Linked DNA regions of Mus musculus: all the other regions are linked to region 1. A link is a contact called in public Hi-C, HiChIP or PLAC-seq and promoter capture Hi-C data. All regions are on one chromosome and are shown on one strand. The core of a region is the stretch at or near the end of the contact, and the rest is flanking DNA. Distances in the headings are between cores, read along the strand shown. Region 1 holds the start of Jag1 (jagged 1). Region 2 overlaps Pak7 (p21 (RAC1) activated kinase 7). Region 3 has its middle 31 kb from the start of Gm14062. Region 4 has its middle 3.3 kb from the start of Gm14062. Region 5 has its middle 23 kb from the start of Gm14062. Region 6 has its middle 93 kb from the start of Gm14064. Region 7 overlaps Gm14064 (a long non-coding RNA gene).

The links. Promoter capture Hi-C pulls out the DNA fragments that hold promoters and counts their contacts. Hi-C and Micro-C count contacts between places; a contact is called where the count stands out from the background. HiChIP or PLAC-seq counts read pairs in DNA pulled down with a chosen protein or histone mark.
Region 2: a contact with region 1 is called in a Hi-C map of stem cell-derived motor neurons, with 6 times the contacts expected there. The contact joins the enhancer-like site here to the promoter of Jag1 in region 1. A contact is called at or near these places in 4 of 39 promoter capture datasets (the 3T3-L1 cell line, cranial neural crest, frontonasal cranial neural crest and 1 more), 1 of 15 datasets of contacts at CTCF or cohesin (the NIH/3T3 cell line), 8 of 484 Hi-C or Micro-C datasets (brown adipocytes, cerebellum, cranial neural crest and 4 more), 6 of 115 datasets of contacts at active chromatin or transcription factors (the NIH/3T3 cell line, astrocytes, embryonic forebrain and 3 more) and 1 of 9 other capture datasets (embryonic stem cells).
Region 3: a contact with region 1 is called in a promoter capture Hi-C map of second pharyngeal arch cranial neural crest. The contact joins the enhancer-like site here to the promoter of Jag1 in region 1. A contact is called at or near these places in 4 of 39 promoter capture datasets (cranial neural crest, frontonasal cranial neural crest, maxillary cranial neural crest and 1 more) and 8 of 115 datasets of contacts at active chromatin or transcription factors (acute myeloid leukemia, astrocytes, craniofacial prominence and 4 more).
Region 4: an H3K4me3 HiChIP or PLAC-seq map of embryonic limb bud shows a contact between it and region 1, with 6 times the contacts expected there. The contact joins the enhancer-like site here to the promoter of Jag1 in region 1. A contact is called at or near these places in 5 of 39 promoter capture datasets (the C10 cell line, cranial neural crest, hippocampal neurons and 2 more), 1 of 15 datasets of contacts at CTCF or cohesin (the NIH/3T3 cell line) and 5 of 115 datasets of contacts at active chromatin or transcription factors (embryonic hindbrain, embryonic limb bud, embryonic stem cells and 2 more).
Region 5: a contact with region 1 is called in an H3K4me3 HiChIP or PLAC-seq map of embryonic limb bud, with 5 times the contacts expected there. The contact joins the enhancer-like site here to the promoter of Jag1 in region 1. A contact is called at or near these places in 6 of 39 promoter capture datasets (the 3T3-L1 cell line, the C10 cell line, cranial neural crest and 2 more), 1 of 484 Hi-C or Micro-C datasets (epidermal suprabasal cells), 8 of 115 datasets of contacts at active chromatin or transcription factors (astrocytes, cardiomyocytes, embryonic forebrain and 5 more) and 1 of 9 other capture datasets (embryonic tail).
Region 6: a contact with region 1 is called in a promoter capture Hi-C map of cranial neural crest. The contact joins the enhancer-like site here to the promoter of Jag1 in region 1. A contact is called at or near these places in 12 of 39 promoter capture datasets (the 3T3-L1 cell line, the C10 cell line, the HPC-7 cell line and 6 more), 1 of 15 datasets of contacts at CTCF or cohesin (the NIH/3T3 cell line), 1 of 484 Hi-C or Micro-C datasets (muscle stem cells), 14 of 115 datasets of contacts at active chromatin or transcription factors (craniofacial prominence, embryonic basal ganglia, embryonic forebrain and 10 more) and 1 of 9 other capture datasets (embryonic stem cells).
Region 7: a Hi-C map of neural progenitor cells shows a contact between it and region 1, with 2.1 times the contacts expected there. The contact joins the enhancer-like site here to the promoter of Jag1 in region 1. A contact is called at or near these places in 10 of 39 promoter capture datasets (the HPC-7 cell line, cranial neural crest, embryonic stem cells and 6 more), 7 of 484 Hi-C or Micro-C datasets (cortical glia, embryonic fibroblasts, neural progenitor cells and 2 more), 23 of 115 datasets of contacts at active chromatin or transcription factors (the NIH/3T3 cell line, bone marrow-derived macrophages, cardiomyocytes and 16 more) and 3 of 9 other capture datasets (adipose tissue, embryonic stem cells and pancreatic islet).

Annotation. Positions count from the first base shown.
Region 1 is chr2:137,114,804-137,118,015 of GRCm38.p6, reverse strand. Jag1 (jagged 1) reads left to right here and starts at 1,496. Exons shown (of 26, transcript NM_013822.5): 1 at 1,496-1,839; 2 at 2,307-2,612. The coding sequence starts at 1,759.
Region 2 is chr2:136,149,772-136,152,983 of GRCm38.p6, reverse strand. The region is part of intron 3 of Pak7 (p21 (RAC1) activated kinase 7); the gene reads left to right. All of the region lies in intron 3 of Gm14218 (a long non-coding RNA gene), which reads right to left. Among named protein-coding and RNA genes, the nearest start is that of Gm14218, 14 kb to the right of the region's middle. Within about 2 kb of position 1,468, at least 11 of the 459 cell types and tissues checked have an H3K27ac peak or open chromatin away from gene starts, as enhancers often do. A contact at or near this core is called in stem cell-derived motor neurons, where this site is marked.
Region 3 is chr2:137,906,561-137,909,772 of GRCm38.p6, reverse strand. No RefSeq gene overlaps it. Among named protein-coding and RNA genes, the nearest start is that of Gm14062, 31 kb to the right of the region's middle. Within about 2 kb of position 1,647, at least 1 of the 459 cell types and tissues checked has an H3K27ac peak or open chromatin away from gene starts, as enhancers often do. A contact at or near this core is called in second pharyngeal arch cranial neural crest, where this site is marked.
Region 4 is chr2:137,878,520-137,881,731 of GRCm38.p6, reverse strand. No RefSeq gene overlaps it. Among named protein-coding and RNA genes, the nearest start is that of Gm14062, 3.3 kb to the right of the region's middle. Within about 2 kb of position 1,536, at least 3 of the 459 cell types and tissues checked have an H3K27ac peak or open chromatin away from gene starts, as enhancers often do. A contact at or near this core is called in embryonic limb bud, where this site is marked.
Region 5 is chr2:137,852,098-137,855,309 of GRCm38.p6, reverse strand. No RefSeq gene overlaps it. Among named protein-coding and RNA genes, the nearest start is that of Gm14062, 23 kb to the left of the region's middle. RefSeq lists an enhancer at 469-2,980. Within about 2 kb of position 1,494, at least 8 of the 459 cell types and tissues checked have an H3K27ac peak or open chromatin away from gene starts, as enhancers often do. A contact at or near this core is called in embryonic limb bud, where this site is marked.
Region 6 is chr2:137,754,936-137,758,147 of GRCm38.p6, reverse strand. No RefSeq gene overlaps it. Among named protein-coding and RNA genes, the nearest start is that of Gm14064, 93 kb to the right of the region's middle. Within about 2 kb of position 1,752, at least 45 of the 459 cell types and tissues checked have an H3K27ac peak or open chromatin away from gene starts, as enhancers often do.
Region 7 is chr2:137,704,748-137,707,959 of GRCm38.p6, reverse strand. All of the region lies in intron 5 of Gm14064 (a long non-coding RNA gene), which reads right to left. Among named protein-coding and RNA genes, the nearest start is that of Gm14064, 43 kb to the right of the region's middle. Within about 2 kb of position 1,724, at least 55 of the 459 cell types and tissues checked have an H3K27ac peak or open chromatin away from gene starts, as enhancers often do. A contact at or near this core is called in cortical glia, embryonic basal ganglia, neural progenitor cells and 3 more, where this site is marked.

The sequences.
Region 1 (3,212 bases), core at 247-2,746:
CTTTAAACGTAGATAACCACAAATAACCTGTGTTGTTATGTTGTCGTGTTCAGCATGTTGGAAACTGTTTTTCCCTTTACCCATCATGCCCTGATGTCTAGAAGGGTTGAGGCGCTAAAGCAATCTCGGAAAAATCAGAGCTTTTCTTCAGGACAGGCTCAACGCAAGTTAAGAAACCCTTTTCGTCCTTTAATGGAAATCTGTTTTCCTAAAGAGCTCCGTTTAAACCCGCCTGGAGTGGAGCTGGCAGAGACTTCAGCCAGCCTTTGGGTTCCCTTTGACCTTGATTATGACCAGGAGTGTCGCTGCTAATTGCGAGGCCTGCCTCAAGGTGGAAAATGGCATCGGTTTCCACCACCACCCAGGAGAAGCCAAGTTCTGTGGACCACGACAGCGGTTAGGTTCTTTTCAGGCCGCGTCTCGCCACCCAGAGAGCAGCGCGGAGGCCGCCTACAGGTGCAGTCCCGCCACTGCGCCCGGGCTGGAGGCTGGCGGAGCCCTCGGCGTCTCAGAAAGCCCTTCCCGAAGTCCGGGCTGAGCCCCCGGGTGCCCGCCGGCCACTCCCCCTGCTTCCCCCACGCCTCTGCCCCGGCGCGGTCTGGAAAGGACGCTGGGAGCCCCTCCGAGGCTCCACGGACATGGATTTGGGAAGGGATGGCGCGCGGCCGAGGCTTTCCCTCGAGTTTGCGGCAAGTCTGACTCCGGGAAAGTTTTTCAAAGTTCCCAGCAGAGTCTGCCCAGGTCGCCTCTGCGGGGCGAGGAGACGGCGGCGAGCGCGCCAGTCTCGCCGCCGCCAGCACAGGGCTCTGGGCTCGCTTGCTGGGAGCGGCCCGGGTTCCCGGCGGGCAGGCCCTCCTCCCCGGGGCAAAAGCCGCAGCTGACGCAGGCGGCTCCGAAGGCGGAAGCCGCCCGCCCCAACTGCTCCGGCCGTACCGCGGCGCCTACACCTGGGGCTTGCAAGGGAGCCCAGGCCGTGCACCGAGGGGGCGGTCCAGCGGAGGCGCTCTGGGCTTCTCAGAGCCATGGGCTCCTCCACGGTCCTTCCAGGTTCCTTTCTCCTGGCCCGGGCTCCCCGGGACACTGATCTGCGTGTGGGGGCCCCTCGGGCGGCCATGCCACCCGGTCCGTCCCGCAACTTCCAACCCCTTCTCAATTTCTCCCCTCCCCAACAACCCGGAGGAAAGGGGCGTGCCCAATAGATGGCACGCCCCTTATGAATATTAACAATCGCGCATGCGCCTTGTTCCGCGTGTTGAGAAGAGGTGGCCAGCCGGAGTCCCGGCTCCCAGACCGGCGCTCCGGGTCCCTTCGAGAGCCAGGCGGGCACGCGTCATTGTGTTACCTGCAGCCGGCCGGCGAGCTAGGCTCAGGTTTTTTTTTTTTTTTTCCTCCCCTCCCTCCCCGCGTTTCATGCAGCTGATCTGAAAGGGAATAAAAGGCTGCGCATAATCATAATAATAAAAGAAGGGGAGCGCGAGAGAAGGAAAGAAAGCCGAGAGGTGGAAGAGGGGGGAGCGCCTCAAAGAAGCGATCAGAATAATAAAAGGAGGCCGGGCTCTTTGCCTTCTGGAACGCGCGGCTCTTGAAAGGGCTTTTGAAAAGTAGTGTTGTTTTCCAGTCGTGCATGCTCCAATCCACGGAGTATATTAGAGCCGGGACGCGGCGGCCGCGGGGGCAGCGACGACGGCAGCCTCGGCGGGAGCACCAGCGCTAGCAGCGGCGGCGGCGTCCGGAGTGCCCGTGGCGCGCGGCGCAGCGATGCGGTCCCCACGGACGCGCGGCCGGCCCGGGCGCCCCCTGAGTCTTCTGCTCGCCCTGCTCTGTGCCCTGCGAGCCAAGGTAGGAGTCTCTCTCCCGCTCTTGCTCCCCGCGGTCCTCTCCCTTCCCTCGTGGCGTTCTGGACGGGAGCGGCTGTGGCTCCCAGTGCAAGTTCCGGAGCCCTTGAGTACAAGGCTCCCTGACCCTGACTTTTCACCCGAGAGGCAGCACCCGGTGAGGGAACGCTGGTTCCCCAGAGGGGAGCCCCTGGCCTCGAAAGATAAACTCCTCCAGGCTGGGCAAAATGCGATCATTACGTTCTCACGGTCCTTCGGGGCACTTGTCTTAGTTTTCCCGCACTTGTGTTTTTTATGCCCCCAAACCAGGTTGAGCCCTAAACCTAGTTTTTGCAAAATTATTTTCACTTGCCACCGAGGATCTTTGGCAGCCTGGGGTGTGTGTATTGGGGGTGGGGGGTGTCAAGGAGTCTCCACCTCCACCTTCAGAGAAAACTTTCTCATGCGTTGACCTTCCTTCCTCGCTGGCAGGTGTGCGGGGCCTCGGGTCAGTTTGAGCTGGAGATCCTGTCCATGCAGAACGTGAATGGAGAGCTACAGAATGGGAACTGTTGTGGTGGAGTCCGGAACCCTGGCGACCGCAAGTGCACCCGCGACGAGTGTGATACGTACTTCAAAGTGTGCCTCAAGGAGTATCAGTCCCGCGTCACTGCCGGGGGACCCTGCAGCTTCGGCTCAGGGTCTACGCCTGTCATCGGGGGTAACACCTTCAATCTCAAGGCCAGCCGTGGCAACGACCGTAATCGCATCGTACTGCCTTTCAGTTTCGCCTGGCCGGTGAGTGAGCGACACACCGACAGAGTCGAACGCGGGGCCGAGCCCTATATTGCCTTGAGAAGGATTTAATGCCACTTGAAACTTGGCACTAAGTTGAGAGGCTTTGGGGGTGGCAAGTTTGAGAGTCCAGACTACAGCTGGACCTGGACAAGATGAGACGGGCGGGTCTTCCATTCTGGGTGGTGTCTGCTTAGCGCAGCGAAATGGGGTCTCTGAAGAGCATTGCTGGGGGAAAGTACGCAAGGATGCTAATTTTATGCTTGCTACTTCCAGTTCCCACCCTCGACCAGGCGGTCATTATAGATGATTTCTTTGCTTAACTAATTAAAACTCGTAGTGCCCTGGAAGGCGACTGCGCATAGTCTGCCCTGCATACGCTGTCCAAGTTGGCACCCTCCCCTTTCCCGTGAGCCGCCCCGAGGGCGGGTGTGTCCTTCCTGCAGGGTGTGGGGGAGCAGGCTTCCCGCGGCTCTAGTGGGGAGATTTTAGTGTGTTGGAGGGGTGCTCTCCCAGCCTGAAGTGGCGGCTGCAGGAGGGGGGTTGTCTCCGGCTGGCGTCCAAGCTTTAGTCTGGGAACCTCCGCCCCCTGCCGGCCCCTTC
Region 2 (3,212 bases), core at 219-2,718, 970 kb after region 1:
TGAGGGAATGCTATTGAGACTCTCCTAGCAAGAAGATCACTAACAGTTTCATCTGGGGGAGGAGAGAGAGAGAGAGAGAGAGAGAGAGAGAGAGAGAGAGAGAGAGAGAGAGGGGAAGACAGGGGGAAGGGAAGGGAGAGGGACAGGGAGAGGGAGAGAAACTTCAAATATACCATGCTTGGCATTTCACTATATCAACAGAAAACTGTCCAAGACAATGAGACAATGGCCAGGAGCTGTGGCCCACAAAGACTCAACCAGTAGGAAAAGGGAGTGGAAATCTGCCAGCAGTGTTCCCTGCAGGACTCCACGTCATTAAAGCTTCAAGGTTTTAGATAACAGTACCATTAATATTTTCTGACTTCTTCCTTTCCTGGAAGTAGGTAAGAAAGAGTTCCTATTCTTAGAGAGGGGTGTAGAACAGAGCAGAGTGGAGACAAAGACAGTTTCTTCCAGTCTAGTCTCATCGTGTAGGTGTTCCATTGTGTAGGTGTGCCATTGTGTAGGTGTGCCATTGTGTAGGTGTTCCATTGTATAGGTGTGCCATTGTGTAGGTGTGCCATTGTGTAGGTGTGCCATTGTGTAGGTGTTCCATTGTGTAGGTGTGCCATTGTGTAGGTGTGCCATTGTGTTGTTTAGATAATAGCCCACTGACATCCTTATTTCCTGAACGTATGGAAGAAATATGGGACATATGGAAAATAAGGAATTTTTCCAGGCTATGTGGTTCTTTTAAGCTTGTTTGGCTGTTTTGTTTTTATTTCTGGTGTTTCAAGATCATTCCTGTCCTGAATTCAATAAAGTTTTTAAGGTACACACTCAAGTTCTCAGCACAGAGAATTTAATATCAATTATTTCTGAAATCATGTTCCCACCCACTCACCAGTTCTTCCCTTCTCTGCACCTCTGTCTTGTCTATGCAGGCACTCCCATCCTTTGTGGGTTTTTGTTTTGTTTTGTTTTGTTTTGTTTTGTTTTGTTTTGCTTTGCTTTTGCAGATTCTGAACTATCTTTTTTAGTTCTCAGGTTCTAAGTCTCATCCCAGCCTACTCTTCATCCTTCCTCCTAAACTATCCCCCAAAGTGCCCAGGTCCCAGCTCTCTTCACACTGACCAATCATCAGAGAGGCTCTGGCTGCTTTTTGTACAAAGCTGTTGTGTGACTCTCATGTTCCAATCTTTGGAGAGTACAGGTTTAATTTGTCCCTAGGCCTTTGTTTATTCTCTCTCTTGCTAGTTTCATTTAGTTGGGATAAAACATATACAGCACAGATACATTTCCATCAGCAATGAACTTTTTATCATCTGCTCATAACACACAAATGGATATGGGGTTAGCAGTGCAAGCTAAAGCTGTGTAAACATGCTCTATTTGCACAGTGGGAATCGCCTAGCGATTCTCACACTGCTACTAATGCTTAAGTCTATCTCTTTTCTCCATCTGAGATGTGGTTGTCCCACTGTGAGAGGGTGACAGACTGGAATCCATGCCTAGGAAGTAGTGGGCTAACAAAGACAGACAGCTTGTTGCCCCTTGAGACACAAAGGAAGCTCCGTTCCTGCTACTATCCCTGAGCATCAAGGACAAAGACACTTTTCAGTCTTGTCTTAGCTCTGTACAGACAGAAAAACAATGATGCCTGAATCCGTTTCACAGGTCTTCATGTTGCTCTCAAAGAAGCTTATCTATGCGGATCTTTGCACAAATGGAGCACAGACAGGTTCCCAGACTTATCTGTGCTCAGATGTCTCTCAAGCCAGACCTTACCAATGTCTAACTCTCCAGGGCCTAGGAGGCCATTTGATCTTGATCAAGAGAGGTAGTTCTGACTGAACATGAAGAAGTGCACCATGCTTGACTTATAATGATCCCAGAATCCTTTCTGCCTTCAACAGCCTTTCTGGAGAGGCTTGAATTCAAATTTCCATTTTTGTATTTCAGGTCACGTTGTTTCGACACACGGCTGCTGTGTCCTGAGATCAGCGCTACGTGCTAGGGACACAGCAGTGAATGAGTCAGATGTGAGCTCTTCCTTACTGAACCATTCATCCCAGAGGGGAAGGGCTCAAGGGAGTGATCACAATTACACATACAGAGTACGGAGAGGAGAAAGGGAAGTAGCAAGGATGGAAATAGCCTGCTCCATCCTCATCCTCTCTACCCACCTCCTGCCACGTTATTCAAACTCTGAAGGCATCACTTTTATCTTGGGACACTGTCTAATGGGTGCTTCAGAGGGAAGGTGACCACAAGGATAAATAATCCAGAACTTAGGCAGTTTCATGAATGGCTGAGAACAGTGGTGATCTGTCAAAGACTCAGGAGTAGAAAGTTATGTAGGACAGCTGTCTTCTAATGCTGAAAGACTTCCCCTTGGGAGCAAACTTCAGCACCATCTAGAAATCCCCTGTGAGTTCAAACAACAAGAGCCAAGTAGAGAAATCACAGAGATTCGGCGTCATGCTCACCAGAGCAGAGTTGGATACAGTGTGTGCTTTCTAGTATCTACCCAAGAATGCAGAGAGCACCAGCCATCAGGAACAACCAAGTACTGGCCCAGCTGCTCACATCAGAATCAACACAGCAAACAGGGAGGGAGAAGAAGTCAAGAAGAGAGAGGAGTCGACAAAGTTTTCAAGATTTGGTGTCAGAGAGGATGAGCCACTCGTAAGGAAGCTGGCTAGAACAAGGCCGGGGCTTAGCAACTATCAGCTGTCTCCTCCAACTGAAAACAAAAGAGAGTGATCGGATCCCTTTTCGGTTTTTCTTTCCCAAATCCTAGATGGTACTTAACATTCCTAGGCTTGAACATCACCATGCTTTTGTGCGGTTTGTTTGTCTGTTTGTTTGTTTTTACTCTAAAGCTCTTTGCTTCTATTTGCTCTAGTCCATTAAATACTAGAGCAACACCCAGGAACAGACTATGAGAGGACACACCTTCCATCTTCTGAATCTCCTCTTGGAACCCCCGCCCTGAAACACTGCTATGTTCACTCTCTAAGTTTCCCTTTAACCAGCTGGTTATTCTACTTACGGACCTTGCTGTCAGGCAACAGGCACTCCATAAATAATGTCTGAACTAAAGTCCGGAGCCAGGGTACCTTGCTATACGTTCACCTCAGCAATAACACTGGGTAGAGGTTCTTAGCAGAGAAAGGCACAAGCCACATAAAGTAGAGTCATGCATTTCAATTTGATTAACAATTTTAGCA
Region 3 (3,212 bases), core at 398-2,897, 790 kb before region 1:
GGCAGGGTCACTCTTTCAAGTTATCAATTGTACAGAATGGAATTTGCTGTCTGGGAAGTAAAAGGAAGAAAACAAATGAATCTTTAACATGCTGGTTATTGGTTAGGGGATTCTATTCTCTCCTCCCTTTGAACATTTTTCTCTCTCCCCAAATTTTCATCACTTTTTTCTTCCTTAAACCATTTCTTCACTCTCTATTTTATTCCATATCCAAAATAAGCAGATGATGTCTCAGAAATATCAGCCCAATTTGGGGATGTGGTTCTCCTAACTGTTCCCCAAGGAATCACCAGCTAAAGGTCTTTGAGGAATGTGTTCTCCTTGGTAGTTATCATTGCATTGAATTGCTCTTGGGTTGAATTCTGTATCACAGCTATGTAAAGACGTGCTTTACATAGACATGCACATAAGAAATGCATAATATGTTTCCTATTAAGGAATTTTGAAGACGGCACAGGAAGGAAGACTATTGTTTTGGTCACTGGCTGCCACTAAATGCAAAGGGATCGCAACAACATCCTGGCCCAGTACAAGAGAAGTCATCACAAAATATCTTCAGTTTCTTGACTTAAAAGTTGATTAAACAGAGCGGCAGAATTTCCTGGAAAAGTATTTGGAAATTTTGCTGGTGTCAGAAAATGTGTCCTTGTGGCTCTTCCTCAGAACCAAGGTAGCATCTCCAGCAGCATTGCCTTTAAGGCAGTTAAAATGACAGAGATCTACCTTGGGTGACACAGACGGGACTTACTGGGTTGGGAATCCCTTATTATCGGCCAAGGAGTTTTGCCTCTGTAATTTGTATTTTCCTTAGCTGAGATTAGCACATAGAACCCCTCCATATGTCAAGAATATATCACTTCTACAAAATACTTTTTATTATCTCCCTTTATATCTCTTGGGTTATTAGGGAAAGGCCACTACAAGCAAATTTCAAATCTTCCTTAAACTTCATTTGTTCTCTTACTAGTTCTTCTTTTCTTCTTTGCTCTTCTATTCTCTCTCCCTTTCCACTACACTTTTTCTCTCTCCTTCTCTCTTCTAGTCCATTGTCATTCTATGTCTAGGATTGATCATAAGTGTGTTAATCCAAAAATGAATATTCTAATGAAGACCTGCCTTACAGGGAATAAATAACATTTAAGTTCTTAGTTTCAATGAAAACGAATATCTATGTTTTCTTCCTGGCTCAAAAAAAAAAAAAAAAAAGTTTTTCTGTGGAAATTCCCAAAGCAGTGAAGTTTAAAGAAACAAACAAACAAAAACAAAAGAAAAACTTTTAGTAAATAGCCAGCTTTCATCTATACCCACTAGATTGCCTAATGGGAAAAAGAGTACCAAAAAAAAAAAAAAAGTATAATTCAAAGTTACCAGGAGCAGGGAAAAAGGCAGAAAGGGAGAATGGAAAAATACATTTTCCCCTTTAAGAGATTCGAGGGAAGTCACTACAACACAAGCATCTGTGTCTACAACATGTAAGAGCATTGGTTATATTGATGAATAGCACCTCTGGGGGCCCTGATGTACAGTGCTTTTCTATTAGATACAGTTTTCATAGAAACAAAGCTGTGAGCGCCAGCAGTAGACAGATGCTTGCTTGGAGTGGTCACAGATCACGTGAGTGCTGACAACATTAATTTGTTTGCTGAAGAACAGACTTTTTGTGAACAAGCAAGCTGCTCTAGGGTGAGATGAGAAAAACTGAAATCAAAGCACTTAGAGGTAAAGGTGAAACTCCAACCAGAAAGACATTTGTGCTTCCCGAAAGCTGGGTTGGAGGGTAAATTCAAACATGTGCTAAATAAGAAGGCTTACAAAGATTCAAGAAGGAGAAATGTTAAGCTCATAGCACAATGATGTGGGGAGTAGACCCTTGTACTCTTAAGCAAAGCAATATTTTAGGGCTAACAGTTATTGAGAAATAGAGGGAAAATATACGTTCTTTACTGTTCTATACTCATCTCCATTTTCAAAGATTTTTAATATTTATCAAAGTGTTATAATTATTCCATAATGCTCACACAATATTCCAAAGGAAAATCATTTACAATATTTACATATGTAGTGGTTTATGAATGTGTAACTGGGAGATCTGCTGTCAATTGTTAGGTGCATGTAAGGTCCTCATTTCAGGCCAAACTATCAGACTAGAGTTAATTGGGTTTAGAGTAAATTCTTGGTCTATTGATACTGCATGAAAATTGATTTGGTTCAATTCTGAAATTCCAAGAGTGGGGAATCTTTAAAGAAAAAAACAAAACCTCTAGATGGTGTGCCATAAATTGGTCTTTGGTAGACTTAAATGGGAGGCAGAAATACAGTTTCTTGGATGAAGTTCAGATAAATGTGGCTGTTTTGATTACAGAATCTGAAGTGTGACATGCCCTAAATGCTCCCCTGTTCTGAGCCAAAGGATCATGTAGTTGCGCTGTCCAAGACAAGTGAATCTAACATTTCTAGACATTATTCATACAAAAATAGTCAGAAAAATGTAGCTGGAAAACTGTTGGCACTGTCCAGATAAAACTTGTTCCTCCTCAAAGTAATCCATTGGTATTGATGAAGGCAATCCAGCTCTTATTTGTATCTATATGAGGTTAGGCTAAAACACATTTTCTCACACATAGCTGCAAGGGTAAAATTGGATCTTGTAATATAAGTAGCAAATTGCCTCCCTTCCCTCTTCCTGTCTCTTTATTCACTTCTCTCTATATCACTCACAAACCACACAGGCACATCTACTGATGAACTCACTTGTTTATATAACACCATGTTCCAAGTGGCTTTTAACAATATTTTTCAAAAGTATTTGTAAAAGGAAATGAACGAATCAGAAATCCCAGTGAAGAGAAGTCACAGTTTGTGTCTCTCACAACTTTTATTCTCAGTATTTTCTATAAACCACAAGAGTTCATTTAGACTGGTTATCACAAAATAGCATCAAGTAGAAAACCAAGATTTATAAACAACCAAAATTTATTTTTCACAGTGCCAAGAAGATGGAAAAAACAAGACTCATGTTCTGGCAGACTCAAGCTTTTATGGCTGGAATCTGGATTGCCCCTCACAGGCCCATGTGAGTGCTTACTACAAGTTGGTGGTGCTATCTTGAAGACTGCACAGCTTTTAGATGAATCCTGGCTGTGGAAGTATTTCTGTAGAAGCAGGACTTCAAAGGATACATCTTCCTCTGGTAACAGCCCCCTGTTTTCCAC
Region 4 (3,212 bases), core at 287-2,786, 760 kb before region 1:
AGAATGAAGATAATATTGCCTACCATCTAGGTTGGTGATGGTCAGATTCGACTCACAAAATGCAGATAAATCTGTAATTTTGAAGCTTTTGAACTTAGCTGTCAGAAGGCTGACACTTCAAAAACTTTTTCTCTGTTTGATGATTTGGGGAGTTCTGGATAACCTAACCCCAAAGTCCACTGCAATAATTTTCTACTAAGCATGCAGCCCTTCCATGTCTCTGATTTCACTTAAATTTTCATGTTCAGTCTCTACATTATTACTTCCAATATATTAGGTTTATTTCTTTGAAATCTTCATATTAGAGGAAGGTAAACCTAGGGGAAGAGGAGAAGAAAACAAAAAAAAAAATACTGAAGAAACTAACACCAAATCTTCTGAGGCAAACCTCACTTTCTCATGAAGGATTTATAAGTAAACTAATGCAAGCAGTAATGTTGTTTACTGGTCAGTAAGGAAGCTGTTTACTATAAGGAAGTAACAAAAGCCAGAGTGGGAACAGGAAACCAAAGAGAGGAAGCAGTTTACAAGCCCCCAGAAAACACACACAGATGGAAGTTAATGAAAAGATAGGAAAGAAGGAAGTCCACTGTGTATCGGGATCCAAATACTGACTTGCATCATCATCCTGGCACTTATGTCACTCTCTCATTTCTGTGTTCTTGTTGGGATCTTTAAAGATAAGATTCCAACACTTTAAAATCTTCTCTACTGGACTCTCGGTTAACGAAACTACCCGTGCCCGTTTGAATCCTGCAAATAAGGAAATCAACAGAAACTCTGAGAAACATGCAAGGAAGGAAAGCTCCAAGGACTTATTAGAGATTTTACAAGCCAAAGCTAGGCCCCTTTTTTTATTTTTTATTTTCCCCTTTGCACGATCCTGAGTAGATCCATAGCAAGGAGCAGAACCCAGGGTTCACACATATATTTATTTAGTTAGCAAGACATTCCTATTTTAATAGCTTAAAGTTCTTAACTTTCTTGTTAGCAAATGTTAACAAGGTTTAAAATGAATAAAGTGTGAGCTGTGGCATGTAAGAAATTTTGGCTTATCCTGGCTCTTTCTTTTTTATACCTTTGTTCAATGAAAATGTCCTACTGACAGGCAGAGCGTCTGGGCAAGTTTATAGATAGTGTTCCCACCTCAGGGCCACAAGGTCACAGATTCATTCCTGATTCTATTTAAAAAACACTCAACAATGGTTAGTTTGTGTGTGCTTTTATGAGCAAGAGCTGTTTTATAAGATCCAGGATCTTAAAGATACTCTAAGGAATCTTGTGGGTACATGAGGCTATGAATTGGGCTGCTTGGTGTAATGTTGGGGAGCTTCAAGAGTCATGGGTAAGAACTGACTATAACAGCTCTCAGACACCATGTCTACATAAGGGCCAAAAGCAGTTTGTTTTCATGGTGGTCATCAAAAGTACTTGAAAGGCATTTCAACCTGTCCCGGCATCAGTTTGCCAGTGGTCATAAAATGAAACAAGGCAGAGGGAAGGGAAAGGAAAAAGAAAAGAGCTGCCTTCACTTGATTTACATGGACATTTTATAAGTGTATTAGTCAGTGTAGACCTTCCTTCGTGGGTAGAGCATATGGCCTCTGAGAAGTTGTTCCTTCCAAGCATTTCTGAAGCCCCAGGAGAAAAGGAGGGAAAAATCCATCTTTATTTTAGGAGCAAATACAATGCCACGTCTCCAAGAATGGCCTAACCAGAAGGTTTCCATGGCTTTCTGAAGTATGCTGGCTAAAAACTAGAAATCCCTCAAATCATATGTGTGTGTGTTTTCAATGAACTTTCAGGCAATAGATTACTCTTTCTGAGTCTTTTTATTAAACCTTTGCACAGATGTCTATCTAAATCGAAGCATTTGTCACCCACAAACTTCAGAGAGAAGTGGTGATTTAAAGCATAACAGTTATCTGTTCTTTTTATATAAATGATGTAGTCGTAAGAATGTCTCTTAATCAAGGCTATTATATAGTTTACTGTTTGAATGTTTTTCCTGAGAGTGTGCCATGGTTTTTCAGATCTCTCCCACTCCTGGGTAAGAAACCTTTCGCTCCCCCATGAAAGCCTCTACAGTATATGGTGTTCTGCTCTTGCCTTTTATATGAATAGCAGTCTTTCAGTATCAACAGGATACTGGTTCCACAGCCATTCAGAGAGCCCAAACTCTGTGTATGGTCAAGTTTCTTTTATGAAATAGTATGGTGTTTATCTAGACTCAAGGCACATCTCATATGCTTTAAGTAACCTTTACATTACTTATACTACATAACTGGTTACAAATTGTACAGATAGTTACCCTGCACTGTTTAGAAAGTAATAACAAGAAAAATCTGCATGCATTTCATAGAGACATATACTATCACAGAATTGTTTTTTATGTGTAATTTTATCATATAATTACTTGGTGCTCAAAGAAGTCAGAAGAGGGCACAGGATTTCCCTACAATTGGAGTTACAGCTGAAGGTAAGCCACCACTGTAGTTGCTGATAACCTAATCCAGTCCTTCTGAAAGAACAAGTTTTCTTAATTCTCCAGTTACCTCCCAAGCCCTGAGACATAATATTTTTTTATATCATCTGTTGTACGTTGCTTAAATTCAAGTATACGTTACACATAGACCTAGAAAGCTAACTCTGAATTGACTTCCAGATGTGTGTGTGTGTGTGTGTGTGTGTGTGTGTGTGTGTGTGTGTGTGCGCGCGCGCGCGTGTGTGCATCCACAAAGACTATAATCTGAGAATCTTTATTTAATTTATTTTCAACTTGTTCACCTAATCCCACTACTCTATGGATAAACACTATTACAAAGCCATTTCTAGTTTTGCAACTTTCCCCACAGAACACATATGGATAATCAGTATTTCTGCTTTTAAAACTAAGTTTTCAAATATGCCTATATAATAATACTTCACATGTTCATTAAACGCTCCCAGGAGTGCAATATTCACGAATCCAATTTCTTGTTATACATAACATGTTCCTTGTGGAATGGCATCAGCAAAAATGACTTCTTACCTTCATCTTTGGGCCTGTTCCCAAGTCTGCAGCATGGCTCTAACTTTACAGGGCTATATGTCAAAGATAGGAATTCGTCATCTTGGGCAAATCCCTTCAGAAAGATCAGAGAGACAAATGACTAGTCTAGGACAGAAAACCAGGATTCATGTTTAGATTAATCACACAGATTCATCTGAAA
Region 5 (3,212 bases), core at 245-2,744, 740 kb before region 1:
CTAAATGAACAGAAAAGGAGAAAGTAAATAATGCCAAAACTGATATTCCTATTGCTCAGAACATGTCGATTATTGCAGTGTAGAAAATTTGCAATACTCTACACTGACATAAAAATGAGCATTGTATACAAGTGAATGTCAAAGAATTCATAGTTGTTTGATGATATAAATATGAACAAGACAACCTTTGATTAACAATGCATGGCATAAAACTGAGAATAATTACATAACTCAAGAATTAAAAGGGAAAACAAAACACAGTTCTACAGAACTATCAGAATATTCTGTTAGATCCTTTGTGGGTCTAAGTGAAGTCTCATGAATAAAGTTGGCAACCGTCCCTTTAGCTTGGGGCCTGTGTAAGAAATGATGTGACACCCAAGAGAATGTCAGATGGACCATTAAGTAGGACAATTAAGCTACTAATGGTAGAATGGTACCCAAACCCTTACACTACCAAGCAGGCTACAGTGGCTACGCAATCTGTGTAGCAAACACATTTCAAAGGGACTTTCCAGAAAGGCAACATGAGACTGAAAGATATTGCATGGAAAATCAAGAACCAAGTTTTCAGTTCTGGCTCTGTTTCAAGCCCTTGTGTAGTTCTTGGCAAGTTGCACAACTTTCCCCTACATCACTTTCCTTGTCTGGAAAAAGGAAGATGCTGATAAGAACAAGAAAGACGAGGCTTTTCTGGTGTGCTGACTGACTTAAGCAAATGGGTACAAAATGAATATGCTGGTGTCACTGTTGCCACGCCCATCTAGATGAATTTTAATTGTACGCCTCTGCCTGTGGGAAGTATTCTGCTAATTGTTTTTGATATTGCAGATACTCAAGCAAGCTTTAAAGGTCAGCACTTCTCCAAGCATTCTCTAAGAACATCTAAGTGAGTTGGAAATTATGGAAGGTGTGCATTTTCCTGTGCTGTTGGGTCTTAAAATAAGAAAAAGTCTCTCTGTTTCCCCTGTGCTTACTGCATCTGTTTGCACACTGTGGTGACCTACTGAAGAACTGGGTTAGGGATCAGAAATCTCCAACTACCTGAACTCTATCCCAACAAGAAAGAGCAGCAGCCTGTGTTTGTTCTCCTACATTTCCAGATAGAAAAGACTGTGTGTTTTTTAAAAGTGACGAGTTGTGGTGGGGCCCCTGCTTTAATAGGGTCCTCAGTGACTCTGGTGTCAAACAGTAGCCTTGAATACCACTCTTGGGAGAAGAAAGAGCTGATGGGTCAATGCCCAGTCATGTCCAGGGTAATATGTCAGCTCATAATTCTTTAGAATCTCCTGCCAGTAACAGCTGCAGCTTGCAAACCTCTGAACCCTGAGCTTATTCTGCCTTCTATTTTGTCCTTATGTGAAAAATTGTAACTTGAGCTACTCACCCTGAGCCTCCAAAGGAGCCCATTTAACAAGAGGGGCCTGGGCCTGCCAGGTATCTGAGAAGAAATGAAATGTATCAACAGCCGGTGCTATTTCATCTTAACGCATCTCGGGCTGGCCTCTTTGCAGCCTCTCTTGCTCTGCCCCTGGCATTGGGTGTGCTGTCTGTCCCCATTAGCTTGTCATTAGTGCCATTAATGAAAATCCGGTTTTACGTGCTGAAAAGTGATCCGGAGCAGTCTTGAGGAAATGCTATAAAGGTTGCTCCTGCTGTTTGCAGGAGCCTTTGGCACACCTGCAGACTTGATGGGGCTTTAAAAGGTCTCTCTTCCTGCGTGGAAGGGCGTGCACCAAGTGTAAGCAGTACAATAAATACTCCTAATAGTTGCATTCTGGGGTCGTGAAAGCCTTCCTCAGCATCCCAGGAAAGCCAATGCACTCTGGTGAAGAAGTGAAATGTTAAAGTTTTGTAGTTTGAGAAAACTGGTCATTAAGCCAAAGTTCAGGAATGCTTAGCCAGGCCCAAGCGTCATGAACAGTCTTCTTTTCATCATGAGAAATTAAATTAAAGACGTTAATTTAAAATAACTGTCTGATTACTGATGAAGTGTAAATTAAGTAATCTATTTCACGCTATGCAATGTCAAGGAAAGAAGATGCCAAAGTGAACTTTATTAGTAATTCAAACTCTATATAGATTTACTGAAATTAGAAACATAAGAACGAAAAAGAGAAACTAATTTACAAAAAAAATGATACTCTTGGGTGGAAATAGAGAATTATAGGAAAGGAGAGATTTCTTAGGTATTTCTACTTACCTTTATTTTCTATGTGAGCTATCCCATCTCTACTCCCCACCCCAACTACTGTGCTAGAAAGTCTTCCGACAAACTGGTTGTGTTATTTTGGGAGATTGTAGAAAATTGAGGATATGGGGATGAATAGAAAAAGTAGGGTAGACCATTGTGGATCTTTCAACTCTGCCTCTCCCTATCTCCCTCTGTGGCTACCTACATGAGCTCAGAAACAGCCACTTGTAACAATGCCTCAGAAATCATGAACCCAAATAACTTATTTCTTTCTATCAGTTTGGTCAGATAACGTGTCATATTAATGGGAAGAAGAACACAAAGCCACACAAGTTGGTAGACCAATCTCTCTGTAAAAGGTATTTGCTTTAAGACTGTGATTATGTTTGCTGAGAGAAGGAGAATTGGTATTCAATAGAGATGAGCTGCCTAATTGATTATGTAGTGCCAAGTGGTCATTTATGAAATCATCTGTATATAAACAACATCAAATGGACTCAACATGTTGTATTTATATGTGTATATGTATATTGCTACGTATATGTATGTATATGCAACATTAATAATAAAAATTTAAAAGGCCATGAATTCAAGAGATAGTAAGGGGAGACATAGGAAGGGGTGGAAGGTAAGGATACAAGGGAAATGATATAATTATGTTTCACACTAATTTTTTTAAAAATACTGTGCCTATGACACTGAAGAGAAAATAGAGCATATATATGAGGGAGTCATTAAAGAAAATTAAACTCTTGGAAATAAGTATGAAGAGCCTAGTGCTGGGTTACTGCAATGTGTTATTATGGGTGAATGGAATGCCTGAGACAGGAAACTAGAAAGCAAAATTGACCAGCTAAATGAAGAAGGATGAAAAGGTGAAAAGATGCTTGATGTAAACTCTGAAGACCTGCATCCTGACTTGAGTCATTAGTGCCATTCAGTGTCTGTTCCCCTCTTAGATCTCCCTGAGTCACTCACTAGTCATGTTCCATGGTAAGTCTTTTTAACATCTAAATTC
Region 6 (3,212 bases), core at 503-3,002, 640 kb before region 1:
TTTCTGCCTCATAATCTGGGTGACACTGAAAGCTCTTCAACCTCTTGAAGAAATGTATTCTAGAAGATTGAGTCAAAAAAACAGATGTGTTGCCTCCAGGGCTATTCAAAGCTCGTGACAATGTGCTTTATATTGCAATTATGTGACAATAACTGTGATTCTTTTTAGACTATGAAGTATCTTGTAAATACTAATGATGTTATTAGTATTCATCGGCTCTTGCAGAATCCAGTTGGAAATAAACACCACAGGGTTTTTGTTTTATAGTGTCTGCAAACGTATCCCTTATATTATTTAGATTGACGCTTCCTGCATTTGAGCAACACTTCATACCCAGGATTGCAGCTGAACTCTTACATTGAGTTCTCCTGCCTGAAAACGACCCCAGCTGCCTTCCTGGGGATGACAGGTCCTTTCATATCGAGGCTGTTCGTCCACATTATCTTCAGCGGTTCCATCACCAACTGCTGGTGAATCCCGCCATAACAAATCTCCCCAGGCCTCTGAAGACCCGAGTCTGCACAGGCCTTTCCCTAGGACTGGAATCTCCCCGTTCCTGTGCCAGGCCACCTGCACTTCTCCAGCCAGGGAGGCAAGTTGATCTTCAGCATTAGACTAGCCTCCAAGCTCCAGTGTTTGGGAAAGCCTCTGCCCTCTCCCACCCTCCAGGCGGGAGTTAGTCATTGTCTTCCTGGGCTGGAACAGCCTTTCACATTCTTCTTCTAATACTTCATTTATTTTGTTTACATGTCTGTCTCCTCAGCAGGATGCTGAGCTCTTGGCAACAGAACTGTGTTATCCATCTCCACCCATAGCACATAGCCCAGTGTCTGAAATGTTAACAAAGGGTTTTATACACACAGAGGAATTGCCATCCTACCCAGTTGAGTGGTAGACTACACTGACTAAACATAAAGCCTCTTATTTTTGAGTGTGTTTAATATGTAAAAATTATGTAAAAATAGCAATGTGTTTATAGTGTGTGTGTGTGTGTGTGTGTGTGTGTGTGTGTGTGTGTGTTCTGGGACCAATCCAGGGTCTTACACATGCTAAACTAACACCCCACATACCCAGCCCTAAACTGTTTCTTCAAAATAAAATTTTCACCTTCTGATTATTAGTAAACCTTGCATTGGGCTTTTAAACTTTAGCGATTAAATCACCTGTGAGAAACTGACAGAAAGACACACCTAAGGAATGACAGTGTTGAGGGGAAAAACCAAGCCTCTGTTTCCAGAAACACCTCCCCCCCCCCGTCCCTCCCCCAAAGTGATTCTGATGCCTATCAAAGTTTGAAAGCCATCGCAATAAACCAATCCGAGTTAGAAATTGCTGGTTGCAGTTGCTTCAAATAGTTCTTGCTGTCCCAGGGTGCAGGAACAAAAGCACCTATTCAGAGAGCTAGGAGCCCTCTCTCCACCTGGCCTCAGTTGCCTGGGCTCTCCCTGGAGAGTTAATGCCGCCTTCCTTATCGCCAGGCAGCCTGGGCAGCCTTTGATCAGGAGCTTCTTCATTCGGGCTCATTCTTCACTTCAAAGCTGGGAAACTGGATCAGCCCCTCTCTTTTCCCCTTCACTCAGGGTCCAGCCAGCCCCACAGGTGGGCCAGCCCCATGGAGAAACCTGCACAGACAGGCTTCAGCCCTCACAGAGGCCGGCAGAAAAGCTTTTGTGGGACACTCCTGTCTGATTCTCCCTTAACGCAACTGGTGCCAGAGAGAAACCAGGAGAGGAAATCTGAGCTTGTTCTAAGTCTGCCATGTGGGTGTGGAGTAACCACAGTGAGGGCACAGTTCAGGAAGAACAGTTCTGTGGCGTTCCATCTCCTAATCCCTCAGGCAAGGCTTCCAGGTTAGGCTGCAAAAGGTCTTAAAAGAAAATAATCCCCTCCAGGTTCCAGAAGAAATCATCTATCTGGGAAGTAAAATTCGCTCCCAAGTGAAAACTCACGTAAAGATGATAGATGATCTGGCTTGCGAATTGGAGAATGCAAGTACTTCCATTTACTTGGCAAGTTACATCATTTCAGAAGACTGACAAGTGCTCACACTAGATGACGTTTTTTTCAGATCCATGGTAGTTATCCAAGCAATACCCTTCCATTTGTTCTCTCAAATATACTGCTTTGTAAATGTACTAAGAAAGATCATACCTTCAGGAACTAGTTGTATAATTCATTTAATAAATTGTATAATTCATTTAAAATGACAAATTAGAACGTAATTTTTAAAAGATATATCTCCCACATCTTTATCTTTGCCCAGGAAGATAGAATTAAGCAGTCTACATTTAGAACATTCTCAGAACCACAAAAGAAAACCTGTATTTGTTACAAAGCACTCCCCGTCTTTCTTCCCAAGCACAGGTATGTGAGCTACGTACTAACTTTCTGTCTCTACAGATCTGCATATTTTGTATAGATTTGCTCTCTTCCTTTTCAGGAGTAAATATCCCATAGAATCAATGTATCTAAGTATTTCATTATAAACTTATTCAATAATGAACACTTGGGATTGAATCTACCTGGAATATTTGTTCGTAAATATGTGTGTATGCATATGCACTGTTTTTTCATATCTAAGAATGGCACTGGTACTGAAGACATGACTTAGTCATCAAAGTGCCTGCCACTCAAGCATAAGAAGCTGGGTTCACACCCTGGATAACCACATAAAAGCTAGGAATGAAGGCACATATCTGAAACACAAGTGCCTGCCAAGGGGTTGGAAACAGGCAATGCCCTAGAGCTCATTGACCACCCAGGCTAACCTCAGGGATAGTTCCAGGGTTAGGAGAAACACTGCCTTAAAAAAATAAAACGTGGAGCACAATGAAGGAAGACACTTGATTGTCATCGGTTGGCCTTTATACACACACGCACACACACACACACACACACACACACACACACACACACACACTTGTGCAGTGCTGTGACTTGAATGAGAAATAACCTCAGTAGGCTCAAGCATTTGAATACTTTGTCTCTAGTTGGTGTTGCTATTTGGGAAGGTTATGGGCTACTTAGGAAGAAGGCAGAACCTTGTTGGAGGACCTACTTCACGAGTTTCATAGTCTGACCCACTCCCTCTTCTCTCACTCTATTTCCTGACTGTAAATGAAGTGCGATCAGTATGCATTCTGTCCACCCACCATGCTTCATAGTCCTGCTGGCATGCCTTCCCCACAGTGAAGACCACATCCCCTCAGGAA
Region 7 (3,212 bases), core at 475-2,974, 590 kb before region 1:
AGTTAGTCTTTAGCTAGTAGCTAGTTAGTCTTTAGCTAGTAGCTAGTTAGTCTTTAGCTAGTAGCTAGTTAGTCTTTAGCTAGTAGCTAGTTTCCAAGCAGCTCAATAGATTTTATTACTAGTACTTTCTCTGCCTCACTGAGCGGAGTAAGGGAATTCAAGAAGCCAGAATTCGAGGCTGTGCTTACATGGCCAGCTAACCTGGAAAGCTACTAAAAGCGAAGAGTTACTGGCGTAAGAGTTACTGTTAGAATTAGAGAATTAGGGGCACTATATCCTAGAACCAGCAACCTGAGTGGGAAGATGCAGAGGTCTAGGAATTACCATCCATCTTTGTAAATAGTCTTGCCTATTAAAACTAAACTGGCAAGGATCCTTGCCCACAGAAAGGGAAATAAGCATGATGAACCAGCCCAAAAGGAAATTTACCAAAAAAAAAAAAAAAAAAAGCTGGCTCCTGCCTCTTCCAGCCCTCAGCTAGGGACAAGGTTCCTTCACAGAGTCCCCTTGTGACTTGGGACACATTTCTTAGCTTTCCTGACCTCTTTGTTTTGAAGATGAAGCAGTCTTCCGTCTCTATCCTTCTCCAGGACCTTACCAAACATATACTGAAAGTCTTTTGTTTTATCACCAAAAGCTTTGCCCACTTATCACATTAAGGAATGCCTTCTAGGGTGGGAAAGCATTCATTCTTCCCCAGAGAGACTGTCCATGCTGCATAGCTCATTGCAACTATGCTAAATATTCTCTCAGTTGGTTGAAAAAATATAAGCAGTATCAGATGAACCTACAGAAGGCCAGGCATGTGTTTTCACAATACTAGACTTCTAATGAAATTCAAATCGCCAGATTCTTTAACTTTCCTAAACACTATCTCTGCCCAGAGGGTGTACTCTGTGAAGACTCTGTTGGTGACAGCAGCTGGCTGTTTCGGACAGAAGGTGGCTGGATTCTGCAATGCAAAAGCGAGGATCTGAGAATCCAGTGGGTGGATGACCAAATGCTCCTGGGACAATGGCTTATGGCTTTTCTCAGTGGCTCACACCGTGAAAGGAAACCTCTAGCATTTCATAGGATAAGAGGGCATCATAATTAGAGTCACTAAAATAGCTGCGAGGCTGAGCTGCCGATTTGGAAGATGGTGCCCATTCAGAGTGAAAGGGAAGTAAAAGACACTAGGAGGTGGGGGGGAAGGGGACAGAGGCAGTTTCCTTGAAAGACCTGAAAGTGAGCAGCAGGAAAGATGAAAGGATAGGGGTTACACACAATAGCATATTCTTCTCCACAGCACCTAATTCTCCAGCTCAGTATTCATCACTGTCGGGCTCTGTGGAGCATTCAATGGGGGCTTTATGTTGAGCCTCATTATCCACTCAAAGATAGGGGGCACACCATGCAAATGAAGCCAAGCCTACAGATAGGCTGTTAAAATACTGCAATTTGTCAGCATTTAGATAAACAAATGAAGGTCATTCTGTGTGTGGGAGGTGGACCCCCGGGAGCTTTCTGGGTATTTTGACACTTATTGTGAGAAATATCTTAAATGTCCCCAAAGTGGCTCCCTCCTTATCATTTAAAGAGAGGATAAAGAGTTGCTAATTTGCTTATAAGTAAGATAACTGGGAGACTGGAAGAATCTCTGCTTTCATCCTTTCGTCTTTATTCCGCTGATTAATGTCCTCATTAGGCTCAAGCTGCCAGGCTGGCTGTTGCTCACACCGCCTCTAGAGGAGACACCTTTTAAGCCTTTTAATCCATTTGTAGAGGAAAGCTCATGCCCACGCACAAGAATGTGTGTGTGTGTGTGCGCGTGTGTGTGTGCGCTGCAACAGCAGCAGCAGCAGCAGCACTAGCAGCTAGTGATCATTTTAGTGAGTTTTATGTCTAGCCATAAGAGTGTGAAAACATTATTCTCAGTCCACGAAGAAACAAGATTTTAAAGCTCCTGTTTTTGAATTATTGCTTTCATTTTTGCAATAACTTTTGGGGTGTTAATTAAAGAGAAACTAAAATTACCCACGTTAATTGTTCTGCACTTGCAGGCTTCATCCCTTCTGTCTGAGGAGGGGGTGACAGGAGCACATGTTAAAGAAAATCTGCGAAGAGGCCAACAAAGCCGCCTTTGGTGATCTAGTCTATTCTCTGGTTTCTTAAAAGACGTTTAATGATGCTCTGGTGACAGTACCTTAGAAATCAGATCGAATCAATTGTAGCACAATTTCAAAAGCGAGATTATGGGACAATGGGTTCCCATCCCTCCCAGAGCAAGCATGGCCACAAGGCCGCCTGTCTAAGCTTATCCACAGCTGTTGCCCAACCTAAAGCTGTGGGGCACATCTCTACCCTGCCCCAACCAGGAGCCAACCCCTGGTGGCTTGAGCTCCCATCAATCTCCATTTATTCCACAAAGCAAGTATCACTAAAGTCTCATTTGTGATTCTTTGCCACTCGGGCCTCCACACAAACTTTTCTTTGTAAGAGAATGATGTGGAGTTAATTAAGTGTGGTAACTTATATGTAAGGCGCCATTGAGAGCAGAGATGTGGTGCAGATGCGGTGTGAAATGATGGCGAATTACTCTTGTGAAGAACACAAATCGGGGTGAGTGACCATTATTTAGGACCAAAAGAAGTTACTGGGCACTCAATTATCACCCCTTTTGTTAGCACAACGCACCAGATGGTTACAACACTGAAGAGTTTTCTATTATCCTAACATTTTCTTAGACTGTCTTTTCTTCTTCTCCAATTTGCCATAAGATGATTACCTTCTTATGGGGAGTTGATTGTTGGGAAAGATGCTGGGGGTCGTGCACAGATTCCGTGGGGAGCGGCAGGAAAGGGTATGCCTTGAGCAGGAGAGCTGTTGATAGGCTGTCTCTATAACTCTAGCCACACTCCTTCTGCCTGGATCTGCCAGTCCCTCTCTGCCCCCAAATCCAGAGGACACAGTATTCGAATGTGACCGGCTGCTCTGCCTTCTGTCAAGGCATTTCCAGCCAAGTGAGCAGTTTTTTTTTCCTTTCTTTCTTTCTTTTTCTTTTTTCTTTTCTTCCTTTAAGGAGCAGAGAGGTCTCAGTAAAATTAATTCCCACTCATTGGCAGCACTGAGGCGTCAGGTGAGGACAAAAGCAGACGAGCTTTTGAATACAGAGCTAGTCATTAACTCAGAGCACCCAACTCTATCATCCACTCACCCCTTCCTGGCTCCAG